Linked DNA regions of Gossypium hirsutum: region 2 is linked to region 1. The links are chromatin contacts, called in public Hi-C maps. All regions are on one chromosome and are shown on one strand. Each heading gives the region's core, a stretch centred on a gene start, on an enhancer-like site or on the middle of the called end of the contact. The rest is flanking DNA. Distances are from core to core; before and after follow the strand shown.

Evidence for each region. Hi-C and Micro-C count contacts between places; a contact is called where the count stands out from the background.
Region 2: a contact with region 1 is called in a Hi-C map of leaf, with 3 times the contacts expected there. The contact joins the promoter of LOC121208280 here to the promoter of LOC107915933 in region 1. A contact is called at or near these places in 4 of 34 Hi-C or Micro-C datasets (all in leaf).

Annotation. Positions count from the first base shown.
Region 1 is chrA10:17,370,684-17,377,330 of Gossypium_hirsutum_v2.1, reverse strand. LOC107915933 (1-aminocyclopropane-1-carboxylate synthase) reads left to right here and starts at 4,045. Exons shown (of 4, transcript XM_016845117.2): 1 at 4,045-4,344; 2 at 4,422-4,553; 3 at 4,635-4,795; 4 at 4,891-6,077. The coding sequence starts at 4,198. The coding sequence ends at 5,935.
Region 2 is chrA10:17,781,825-17,788,471 of Gossypium_hirsutum_v2.1, reverse strand. LOC121208280 (F-box protein SKIP2) reads right to left here and starts at 3,279. Exons shown (of 1, transcript XM_041078822.1): 1 at 1,355-3,279. The coding sequence starts at 3,142. The coding sequence ends at 1,505.

The DNA of each region.
Region 1 (6,647 bases), core at 2,796-5,295:
CACACCCATGTATTAATAATGGTTTAAAATAAAACAATAACAGAAAAATGATAAAAAGCCTCGGCAAAATAAATATCATTAAGGAAATTGATCAATATCATAATGTCTCCAGAAGAGAAAGCCCTGCATGACTTTTGCATGATAGTCTCTGACTGAATGCTAGAAAAGACATCCCTGCACATAAGAAAAGCTGTCAGGGGAAAGAAGTGCTGAGAAGCAGCAAATTGATTGAAAGAACATTAAAATATATGTATGTATATGAGCATAAAATTTCCTTTTCTAATTGCCCTAATTAACCTAGTTTCGTGATAAACAACAATGAGATGGACTACTTTGCATCAAAATGGACCTTCTATTAATATGTACACATATGGTAATTGGACATACAAACATCCTGAGATTAATACAACAGTCAACGCATACCCTCACAGTCTGAACTAATGATAAATGAGTGATAGTGGAATTCCTACCACAAGTGCATTAGAAAGTTCAGAACAAACTAACTTTGTCTTTGCTAAACCAACAGAACAACCTATAATAATCAAGAAATAGTTTTCATTCAATAACAGAGGCAACTAACAAAATTTTGCCTACATCAGAACAAAACCACCCAAAAGATTTACCTGGAGAATGAGATGAGAAAAGTTACGGACATGGGCAATTCCTCTAGGCTGAAGTAATAGAATCTGTTCAAACACATGAAATTCAAACCTTCCGAGAATATTTACTACTGGATGAATGATGAATAAAAATCCAAAATGATTAAAAAAACACAACAACTTCTATTTGATTATTGCTTGTACTCTGAATTATTCGAAATGGGATGAGTGTCTGATAGGGACATGTGTTTGATACAAGTCTGCTCGATTTTTTAAGAGTGGTTTCATATATTTGAAGGACCATATAATATACGTCGAGCATAGTTGTCCAACAAATACTTTCAAGAAAATGAAAAATCCAGGTAGCAAGGCTTTAACTACTTAATTTTTGACTCATTGCTTCCAAAAGTGAAAATAGCAAGCGTAAAGTAACTAATAAGTTAATGACAAAATGCAAGGTTTTTACCTTCAAAATGACAGGACTAAGGTTTTTACAATTTCACTAATTGTTCTTTATATATTAAAAGAAAAAGAAACAAAAAAAATGTTAATCTTGCATTCTTTACCATCTTCTTACTTCATATCAACATTTACTGAGACAAAGCCTAAACAAATCAAGCATCTTCGACATCAATTACAAATAAAAGAAAAATAAGATCGATCAAAATTCAAATAAAAATCAACTATAAGCATGAATTACTCGAATATTTACCTCTTCTCCAACATTGACAGAAACTCTAGATGATGAAATACCTGGCCGAATCGCTTTCCCTAATACTTGAAAAAAATTGAATTTTTTTTTTTAAATAGAAGGGCTTTACTTAAACGAAGTACTATTTAAAAAAACTTAGGGATTTTGGAGGAAATTTAGGGATGAAGGGAAATGTAGAGAATTGGGAAAATCTATTTTAGGGTTTTACTGGGAATGGCTAAGTGTTTGGGAAATCTGTTTTGGGATTTTGGGGGAAATGGCTAAGTGTCGGGCATGACACAAGAAGATAAAATTTAAGAAAGGAAAACAACGCTGTTTTTATTAAACTGTAGTGTTTTTTGCGGTGTTTTTTTTAAAAAAAAGTCTCCCCTATTTTTTTGTGGCGTTTTTTTAAAAAACGCCACTAATGTCTTAGTTTTCATATTTATTTTTATTTGTTATAATTTGGTAGCCACAATAATTAACTTATGATAGTCAATATTTAATAATATATAAATTTTATCTATTATCTCCTAAATAATTTAAACAATAATCATAATTTTAATATATTAAAATTAATATTATCTCTTTTACAATTATATAAGAAATCATTTAATATATAAATTAAATAATACTAATTAATCTAAACCCTAAACTTTTAACCCTTATCCTTAAATCCTAAATCCTAAACCCTAAACCCATATCCCTTAACTCTTAAACCCTAAACCCTTAACACCTAACCCTAAACCTTAAACCCCAACACATAATTCCTAAACCATAATCCATAAACCTTAAAATATTAACTCATAAACCATAAACCCCTAACCCATGTCCCTTTAATGCCTAGCCCTTATGCCCTTAACACTTAACCCCTAACCCCTAACCATTAACCCCAACCCATAAACCACCCTTAAACCATAATCCTTAGACTCATAATCCATAAACCTTAAAATAATAACTCATAAACAGTAAACCTTTAACCATATACCGTAAACCTTAAACTATAATGATATTCAATATTTTAAAATTAATACTATCTTTTTTACAAGTATATAAGAAAAAATTTAACATATAAATTAAAAAACAATTAGTCATATACCAAAAATCTTTAAAATTAATTTAAATAATAGTATTTTAATTTTTTTCATTTTTTGTGACGTTTTTCAAAAAAGCCGCTAAAGATTGAGCATTACTGGCTTTTTTCAAAAAGCGCCGCTAAAGGTGTACTTATAGCGGCGTTTCTTAAAAAAGCGCCACTAATACTCGATCTTTAGCGGTGCTTTTAAAAAGCGCCGCTAAGCCACTAAAATTTTGCAAAACTCTTTTACACGTTTTTCAAAAAAAGCCAACGCCGCTAAAGATCAAGTATTAGCGGCGTTTTCTAAAAAGCGCCGCTAAAGGTGTACATATAGCGACGTTTTTAAAAAGCGCCGTTAAAGGCACTAAAGGCTCAATACAAAACGACAGCATTGTGTTAATTTTTTTGTGCCGTTTTTTGAACGCCGCTAAAGGCACTAAAGGCTCAATACAAAACGACGGCGTTGTGTTAATTTTTTTGCGGTGTTTTTTGAACGCCGCTAAAGATCAAGCATTTTTCTAAAAAACGCCGCTAATACTCAATCTTTAGCGGCGTTTTTCATTCAAACGCCGCTAAAAATACTGCTAAAAACCTGTTTTGCTGTAGTGAATAGACAAAAACTTTTAAAAGTGAAACTTATTAAACTATGAAAAATATAAAACTTAATAACACGAGTCCAAACCGACTCATGAAATAATTTATTATTTTGAAATACTCTCAAAACAGAAACAGATTAAGAAATCAACGAAGAGTTACCCAAATTTTTTTTAAAAAAAAGTCGGTAGCGTTTTAATGATGATAGACACCGTCATCTGTTCATCATAACTTGTGAAATACTTAAAAAAATAAATTTGTAAACTAAAAAGAGAGAATATACTTGGAGTGAATGAGAAAAAAAATAAAAAGAGAGTTGATAGACAAGAGAAAAAGGTGGGTGGTAAGGGTAACACCGCCACTAAACAAAAGAAAAAGTTGTAGGGTTTTGAAAAAGTTCATAATGAATATTTTTTAATTTAATTATAATAGTATATCTATTATTTTAAAATAATAAAATGTAATATTTAAAATAGTCGTAACTCAATCTGAAAATTTCAAAGCGGCGGGTAGATCAAGGACATCTTGAACAAGAGGGTTGGATTGGTTAAGAGAAAGGGCCTATACCCTCCAACTTACCGTAGACTTTGATGTGGGTGAGTCGTGTAGCCCATGCTTTTGCCTTTTTCCTCCATAGGACAAACAAATAATTTTGATAAGAAGAGAAATTGTGTTTAATTTTTGGGATTTCTGTAACCTTTTCATATCTCATTTGTATAAAAAGAAATGTAGATGAAAATGGATGTGTGGTAGAAACAATTATTTTTCTCTTTATATTCAATATATTTATTATATAAAAATAAAAGCTAATGGGTGCAGGCGGACGCTTCTGTTCCCCTTAATTCCTTATTAGACTTTTTTACAATATTTTATAAAAAAATAGTAAAAAGAGTATCTTCTAAAATTTTATAATATAATTATCTTTTATTGTTATGCCCAAAATAAAATAATTAGCTTATCTGCTGTTTGGTAAATACATAAAAAACCTGTCATTTATTAGTTCTCTGTTTCTATCCTAAATAAAGCTCCAATCAGTATAGTCAAAAGCGGCCCTAATTTAAAACTTTGGTGCCTTATGCAATGTATATATATCTCCATTTGCAGCAGACCTCACCATTACTTACATTTCTTCCCTCTCTTTCTCTATTTTTTTTCTTTTGGCTACGATTGATCTAAACAGGAGCTTATATTAGAGCTTTTTAAGTCCTTTTTTCTATAGCTCAAAGAGGCCAAAAATGGGGTTATTGTCAAGAAGAGCCACTTGTAACACTCATGGGCAAGATTCTTCTTACTTTCTAGGATGGCAGGAATATAAGAAAAACCCCTACAATGAAGTCAACAACCCTAATGGTATTATCCAGATGGGTCTTGCAGAAAATCAGGTAACGAGATTTTCTTTTTCTTTTCTTTTTTGAAACTGAGTTTGATATCTCAAATCTTAATGCATTCTTTTTTGTAGCTCTGCTTGGATCTTCTTGAACCATGGCTGATGAAAAACCCAGATGCACTGGGTTTGAAGAGAGATGGGATATCCATATTCAAAGAGCTTGCTCTTTTCCAAGATTATAATGGCTTCCCTGCATTCAAAAGGGTAAGCTTAGCTAATTAAAAAAAATATCCCATAAACATATTAGAAGATAATATTTGGGTTATTGATGATTTTGATGAACAGGCATTGGTTGATTTCATGGGTGAAATCCGAGGAAACAAAGTAAGTTTTGACCCAAATCATGTAGTTCTCACTGCTGGTGCAACCTCCGCCAATGAAACTCTTATGTTTTGTCTCGCTGATCAAGGCGACGCTTTTCTTCTTCCTACGCCATATTACCCAGGGTATATCTTTTGCTTTCTTTATACCTTATTTTATGCATGCATGAAAACATACGTAATTCACTCATACATTCATCATTTTCTCCCCCCCTTAATAGTTTTGATAGAGATCTGAGGTGGCGAACTGGGGTTGAAATAGTACCCATACATTGTACCAGTTCTAATGGCTTCAAAGTCACTTTACCCGCCATCGAACAAGCTTATCGACAAGCTCAAAAAAGGAAGCTGAGAGTGAAAGGGGTTTTAATCACCAACCCTTCTAACCCACTGGGGACGACAATGGCGAGAGACGAATTGTATTTACTCATCAACTTCATTGAAGACAAACAAATTCATTTAATCAGCGATGAAATTTACGCCGGCACTGTTTTCACCTCTCCATCCTTCGTAAGTGTAATGGAAGTTTTAAAAGATCGAAATCTCGATCAAACTCAAGTCTGGGAAAGAGTTCATATTGTATACAGTCTTTCTAAAGATTTGGGTCTTCCTGGTTTTCGAGTTGGTGCTATTTACTCCAACGATCCCGTCGTTGTCTCCGCCGCCATTAAAATGTCCAGTTTCGGCCTCGTTTCTTCTCAAACACAGTATCTACTCTCTGCCATGTTATTCGACAAGAAGTTCACGAAAGAATACATGTCCGAGAACCACAAGAGGCTTCAAAAGCAACAAAAGGACCTGGTTTCAGGCCTGGAAAAAGCCGGCATTAGGTGTTTAGACAGCAATGCCGGGCTGTTCTGTTGGGTCGACATGAGGCACCTTTTGAAGTCCAACACGTTCGAAGCCGAAATGGAGCTGTGGCAGAAAATTGTTTACCATGTTAAAATAAACATTTCGCCTGGTTCTTCATGTCATTGCATTGAACCAGGTTGGTTTCGAGTTTGCTTTGCTAACATGTTGGAAAGCACCCTGAAACTCGCCATCCAACGGTTGAAATCCTTCGTTAGTTCCATCGCCATGAAGTCCCAAAGCCACCAAGAGTTGAAAAGCTTAAGACGAAAAGCCCGCAACAATTGGGTTTCTCGGCTTTCCTTACAATCTTTCTATGATCGGGAACAAGACACTACAACAGAAGTTAGCTTTAGCTACCGACCACATTTCATGTCCTTGTCTAATATTGCAGCCACATTAGATGCGGCTGCCTAAAATAAGAATATTCGTAACATTTTTAAATGTTGTTAAATTTAATTGAAACCATAAAAATTCTCCTTGTGAATAAAAAAATTATACATAGTCAATAAAACAAATTATTGTTAAATGGTATAATTTTACCAATTTATGTATTTGAATTTTTTGATGTAATCATTCGAAGATAAATTTATTCCAATTTCATTTATTATAAATATTGACGTAATTTACGCTCAATTGTTGATATTAAAATATTATTAAGCTGAGAATATCAGACAGTACGAAAATATGGAACTAGACTCCATACAAAATAGAATATGTGCAATTATTAAGAATTTAGAATAAAATCATCATAAAAAATATCGATTTTTTTTAATACGAAATAAAAATAGCTTAAATACAATTATGGCGTGATAAAATATATAAATGCATTAAATTATTGTTAAATGAATTTCATTTCTTAAGATGTCTAATTTCTCTATTTAAATTAATTCAATAGGGTTAAGTGTTTAAATCAGCCATATCTATTATTTGTAAATTAGATTAACTTCAATTAATATATTGTTTTAGCAAACTGAACATTTTTTTCTTTTAGATATCTAAGCTTATCTGGTTAGTCAATGAAAGAGTCATGCGTTCACATTTTGGCTAGCATATATATAATTTTAAATTTTAAATGGTTAAGTTCAATTATAAACTTTTTTAAAATATTTTAAAATTTTTAAAGTGG
Region 2 (6,647 bases), core at 2,030-4,529, 410 kb before region 1:
TTATGTAATTAAACTTTAGATCTATATTAAGTTATATGTATTATTTTAAATTGATTATCACTTTATTAAGGTTATGGTTATATATGAATTAAAATAATATTTAGCCTTATAAATAGATTATAACTTAAATAGTGTTATAATTATATATAAATTAAAGCTAAGATTTAGCCTTATAGAAATATGCATTAGTATTCAAACAGCATTTAAAGAATCACTGAACAAACTTTTAGTATTATTAAAGTCCTATTATTATTCGATATATGTAGAGTAAGATTTCAGGAGTAATAGTCTGTTATGCTGAAGTTGCTTTTATTTTTGGCAGGGGCATTTGTAAAATAAGTTCATTAATTTTGTATTAGATAAAATTATATGAATAATATTGTTAATTGAGTTTGAGTTGAATTTTACATTTTAACATGAAATAATAATTCAATATTAATAATAAATATTTTTTAAAATTAATTATTACTTAATTAGTATTATGTTATAGATTAATTATGATTAGTATTATATATTTTAATTATTTTAATAATAATTACTTACATTAGTTATATGATCTAAAATAAATTATTTTATTAAATATAAATATATTTATGTGCAACACAAAATTTGAGACCAACTATTTTTCCATGTTCATCCTAAATGTGGTTTTTAAAATAATTATAAAAAAATATTATTTATTTTTAAGATTTTTATTTTTTTTAAAATATAGTCACCTTACATGTCTAATTGTTTTTGTATCCATTTAATTCATATTCACTTAGAGTTTGCCTTCCCTAACCCTCATGTCAATCTCGATGACCAAACTTGAATGCGCATTTGTCCGTTTTTTAATAAATAAAGTAAAATACAATTTGACTTGGTTTTAGTTTGTTTTCTTTTTAATGAAAGTAAATATAAGAGGATATTTCCCCCGGAAGTTGAATTAATGCCTGTTCTAGCTTTAAAATTTAGATTTCAAAGAAAATTGCAAAGGCTGTTTAAAGTTTAAACACAGTGAAAGGGTTGAAAAAAATCAGGCATGCGATTTCAGACCAAGAATTAAGAAGAAATTTCTTTATCAAAGTCGAGATGAAAGAAAAGGCTTACCAAGTACGTCCAATGATTCTAGAAAATCAACATGACCATTCAAAACATTGAGTTGTAGAAGGAAAGGACATATGTTTAGAATTGAGATTCGAATTTCAAAAGGTCGTAATCCATGGGCATGGGAATGGAATCTAATTTCAGACCTACAAAATGCCACCTCTTATACAAAGTGCAAATATCTATGCACAGATATAAAAAAATAACACATTGTAGAAAGGGGATATACAATACGACTACAAAAAATCATCAGAAAATACGTGGCCAATTATTTCCCATGCTTTTTCCTTCCAAATTTGCACATTCCCAAGAAAAAATGTAATCAAGAACTACAAAAAGCATGAAGAAAATGATTCGTCTCACAAAGTTGCATTGTGATCAAATCAAGAATATTGTTCCAACTCTTAAAAAGGATCATTCACAAGTTGCTATTAAAACTATCATCATTGTTAGACCACCTTCTAAATGTGCATGCCACAAAATTCCTACTAGCAAAAAGCCCAAACTTTGACCTTAACAATGCTAACCTGCCATTGCTGCTCGTCGAAGCATCTCTGTCAGTTACTTGGCTAACCACCTGCGGAAAATCCACCCCAACTTCATGTATTCCACCATTACTGACACTAGCCTCAAAACCACCATCTATCTCACAAGCATCCATATTGATCACTAGAGATCCCCTTTGTTCGCGCAACCATTCACCAGCCTCACAACTCACTCCCCTACATTTCCTCAACTTAATTTTCACCAAACTGGGACAACCAGAACCCAGTGCTTCAATGGCAATATCCGAAATAGGACATCCCTTGATGCAAAGTTTCTTCAAAGCCATACATTTTGCTGCAATGCACGCAATCTCTGTATTACCAATAGTCCCACTTCCACAAAGTGCTAATCTTTCAAGTTTCGAGCAATTAGAAGCAATGGCTCCCAAGCTCAAATGGGTAGCATTAACGCCAACCAGAACAAGTTCTTCTAAATTAGGACAGTGTTTGGCTACAGCAACCAAACCCTCATCTCCAATCCTATTAGTCCTCCAACCATCAACATGAAGCTTCTTTAACAACTTACAATGCTCAGCTACACTAATAAGCCCATAATTTGAACAATCTGGGGTTTTCACAATATGCAAATTTTCAATTTTGGTGCATTTGGAAATAGCAGATAGGCCAATATCACTTACTTGAAGCCTCTCAAGGTGAATTTCCATCAAAGCATCATTGTTACCTTTGCTATTATAGTTATTAAGATGGATATTTTCTTTTCCGTTTCGATTTCGATTCCCAATTAATTGAAGGACTCTGTCCCAATCACCCAAACAATGTATAATTTTCAAAGCCTTAAGGTTTTTTGCTCCAACCACAAGCGGTTCAAAAGACTGACCGTTAACGAGCTCCTTCAAGCAAATCGTTTTCAGCGAAGAAGCTGCCGCTCCAGGCCCGATCGCCTCAGCTCCGTCGTGGATTCCTCTGAGCCTTTTCACCGATAACTCTTCTAAATTCGAGCAATAATCAAGGACAGCGTTCAAAGCTTTGGCACCGAACGTACAAGAACCACAAGAAAGTTTCCTTAGGTTCTTAGAATTCTTAGCAAAAGCCGACATCCCTTCATCGCTGATTTCGCGGCAACCGCGGAGCTTAAGCCGTGTGAGGTTTTGGCAACGGATTGAGATAGCAACCAAAGCGCGGTCGCTTAAGCTGATTGATCTACGGCTACAACGTAGAGTGAGTTTGGTTACGGAATCGAAGCGCATAAAGATAGAAGGCAAAGAAGCTTCGATCTCAGATTGAGCGTCGAGAGACAAACGGTGGCGGCTCCAACCGTCAACGCACAGCCACCGCTTGCAGACAAGCGAACAACGGTTCCGATCACCATGGCCGAGGAATTGAAAAACATAAGCTAAACACTCGTCGGGAATCTCAGCGGTGTAATCCCGATTCGCCAAAATCTCATCGGAAAATCCATCGCTGGAACCCAAACTAGAAGAAGATAAAAAGCCAAAACGGTGGCTGAAGGAGCTTTCCCTGTCTAAAGCGGCGGAAGGAGATTGACCCATTGTGGCGGGTGCAGTATAGGCGCCAGCGACAGAAAGCAAACACAGAGAGAATAGCTTTTTTTTTTTTTTTTTCTTCTTTGAAATTAGGTTTGGGAAATGTGTTTGGGAGAGAAATTATAAGGGTGGGTTGAAAAGTGGGGTATATAATATACATGAATTTGGCCCCGTCAAATGGGGCGTGGTGCTTGTCTCGTCGCAATCACCATGGCTGACTAAACATCCATTATTTTAAATTAAACCCCCCATTTCCTTTTCTTCCATTTTAGGTGCGCATAGCAATTCGCATTTAACTCAATAAATTCAGTTCTTCAAACTTCACCATAATTGTTTACAGGCTCATTTCATCTAGTTTAAAATTGAAATAAATATAAAAATATAAAAATTTCTCTATACTTTAGTCTATATACTTAAAAAAAGTTTTATTTTTTTAATTTAAAAATATCAATCCTATCATCAACATCGTTAGTGTTATCGACAAATTTTATCAATTTAACAAGTTGATTAAACCGTCCTTATATGACATTGTATATAATTAATAGAAAATAAATATTTTGATGTAAATTGTTAGATTAAAATTTTTAAATTGAAAACATAAAAAGATTAAATTTTTAACTTTTAAAATATAGAAATTAAATCTCAAATTTTAAAAAATACAAGGATTAATAATATATTGTAACCAAATTTCTCGAATCACCAACCACGCATATGTATGCTTCTACTTGATTGAAACAAAAAATTTAAATAAAAAAAATGGTATAGCTCCTCTTGAGAATGTAGAAATATGGTTTTGGATTTTAACATTTTATCATAGCTTTCTTTGTTTTATCGAAAATAATTTTTAAAAAAAATTAATGTTTTCTAGTGTTTGGATGAATATGTGTAAAATATTTTCTATTCTTTTCTAGATTTCATGAAAATATTTCTTAAAAATTGTTTTCAATGAAACAAACATAAATTTGAGGTTTATGATAAAAGGTAAATTGATTACAAAGTGATGTTAAGGTGAAATTATAGTAAATAAAGAGTCTTCATGATGTTAAGGATTAAATTGTAAATTTTATGAAATTTATAATTGAAACAAGAGAAGTGATATGTATGAAAATTTGTTATGTGGAATAAGATATTATAATGAATTATTTGATTGAAGTGCTTATGTCGTGAAAAAATAAATTACATGACAACAGAGACTAAATTGAAAAATGTACAAAAGTTTAACTGTGAAACAATTTAATATGTGAATAAGGAAATTATGATAAAAGTTTAATGAATATGTTATGAGATGATAAAATATGTATAAAGTATTGTAAAAGTGAAATTTTGGAAAAATATGGAATTTTTATGATGACATGGACTAAATTGTTAAACTTAAGAAAATATATGGATGAAATAATAGAAGTGAATCACATAGAAATTTGATATGTGAAACAATATATTGAGACAAATTATGTTATTAAAGTGTAACAAAAAAGAATATTGATTTAATATGATTAATTAATGAATATCGAACCTTTATAACAAAGAGAGACTAAATTGAAAAGTTATTAAAGTTTATAAGAAAATATTTGATAAGTAAAGAATGTAATAAAGAATGGAACATCCCAGTGCTTTAACCTAATATTTAGGTAGTGCATGAGGGTGTTATAGTGAACAGAGTCCTATCAATTTGAAAAATATCTTATGAAAAAAATTTGGTAACGTATTTTATAAGAATAAAGAGATAATTTTATGTTGACAAATTTTTTTTATGCTAATCATCCTGTTTTACGTAAAAAAAAAAAAGATTGAAAATACTTTCCGTATAAAAATTTACCTTCAAACAAATTCAACGTAAAATTTTATTTTTAAAGAAGAAAAAAGTTAGCAGTAAAAACAATTTTCATTAACTATTTTTTTAAAATAATCAGCATATGCACTTTAAAGTTAATTATAACTTCAAACAATATTATATAAAATAAACAATGATAAAAATAAATAAATTATCATTTCACTAAAAATTAACCTAGCAATCCCTCAATTTGAGGGATTACTTCAATCTATTAGATCAAATACACAACATAATTTTAATACAAAAATTTATTCATTAATTTCAAAAAATTTCAATATTACTTATTTAATAAAAAAATTAATATTACTTAATGGCAATAACTATTTATTTTTGCGTTATTTTGTTAATAATGTATATATATATTGTCACTTGTTTGAGATGACATGATAGTAGTTGATATTGTATCAATACCATTTGTATTAGCTGGTATATATTATTTTAGTTCTAAATTAGTATCAAGTATTTTAGGTTTCGTTTTAGTTAAAATTTCGGTACATTTCGACCATCTCGATATGCTTCGACCCATTTTAGCTAATATTGACTTGTATTAATGTGTACTAGTTCGTACTAATTGATAAAGAATTTTGACATTTAGACCAACTTTTAAATTTTTTATTTTAATTATTTCAATTTTTCTATAATTACATTTAAAATTAATAGTTATTAAATTAAATTATTGTACTTAATTAATAATTTTAAAACTTATATTACATATAAACATATTTATGAATGTAATTGAGATATATTTGCATGTATATATAATATATAATTTATTTTTAGAAAATATATAATTTATTAATAAATTAAAAAATAGACTATAAATATATGCGTGAAAAATATTTAAATTTATATATGATTTATCAAGAAACTAAAAAGTATACTATAAATATATATGAAAAATATTTAAAAACATATCGGTACTTTTATGTACCAATATCAAGACTGTAACACACCCTCCGGCTTTAGACATGTTGCAACATAACAAGCCACCTGAAAAACTCCCATAAGCAATCCGCTGCTCTCCATTGTCCAGGTGGTTACCGAATGACTAGCGTCTCAGAAGACCTACTTCTATCCAATCTCCTGACTCCTCTAGAAGGATTCTGGTCATCAAGTTATTAGTTCTTGTGAGCAGACTACCTGTTACCTTCAGAAGGGTCTTATCTACCGTTCTTGTGAACAAGTTGCTCGCTCCGCAATGCAATTGCTTTCTTAGTGTAAACACTCCTATTGTGGACATGCCATTTAAGCCATCAAACCACACTTGAACATAACAACCTCGTACCATAACTCAGAAAAAATGACAAAATGAACCCCATCACGATCATCTCCCTATGTGCTCTACAATGACTGTTCATTAGTAGCAAGTTTACCACATCAACACTATAAAGAAAGGATCAACCCTTAAGCATTCACTGCTACCTTATAACCCTCAACCTTCTCTTTTATGTACTTAGTCTCTTTACTTATATACTTTCTTTGGCTCTTGACTTTTTTCAGTACCATCACGTTCTCTTTTTTTTATTGATACCCTTAACAAAGATAAAAATAATGTATTTATTAATATGATATTAACTATTTTCTAATAATAATTAAATTACAATGTTAGAAAGAGAAAAAAGCAGTGAAGTCTATGAGAAATTTATTAGTTACGTTTTCTAATAAATAGTTTCTAGAAAG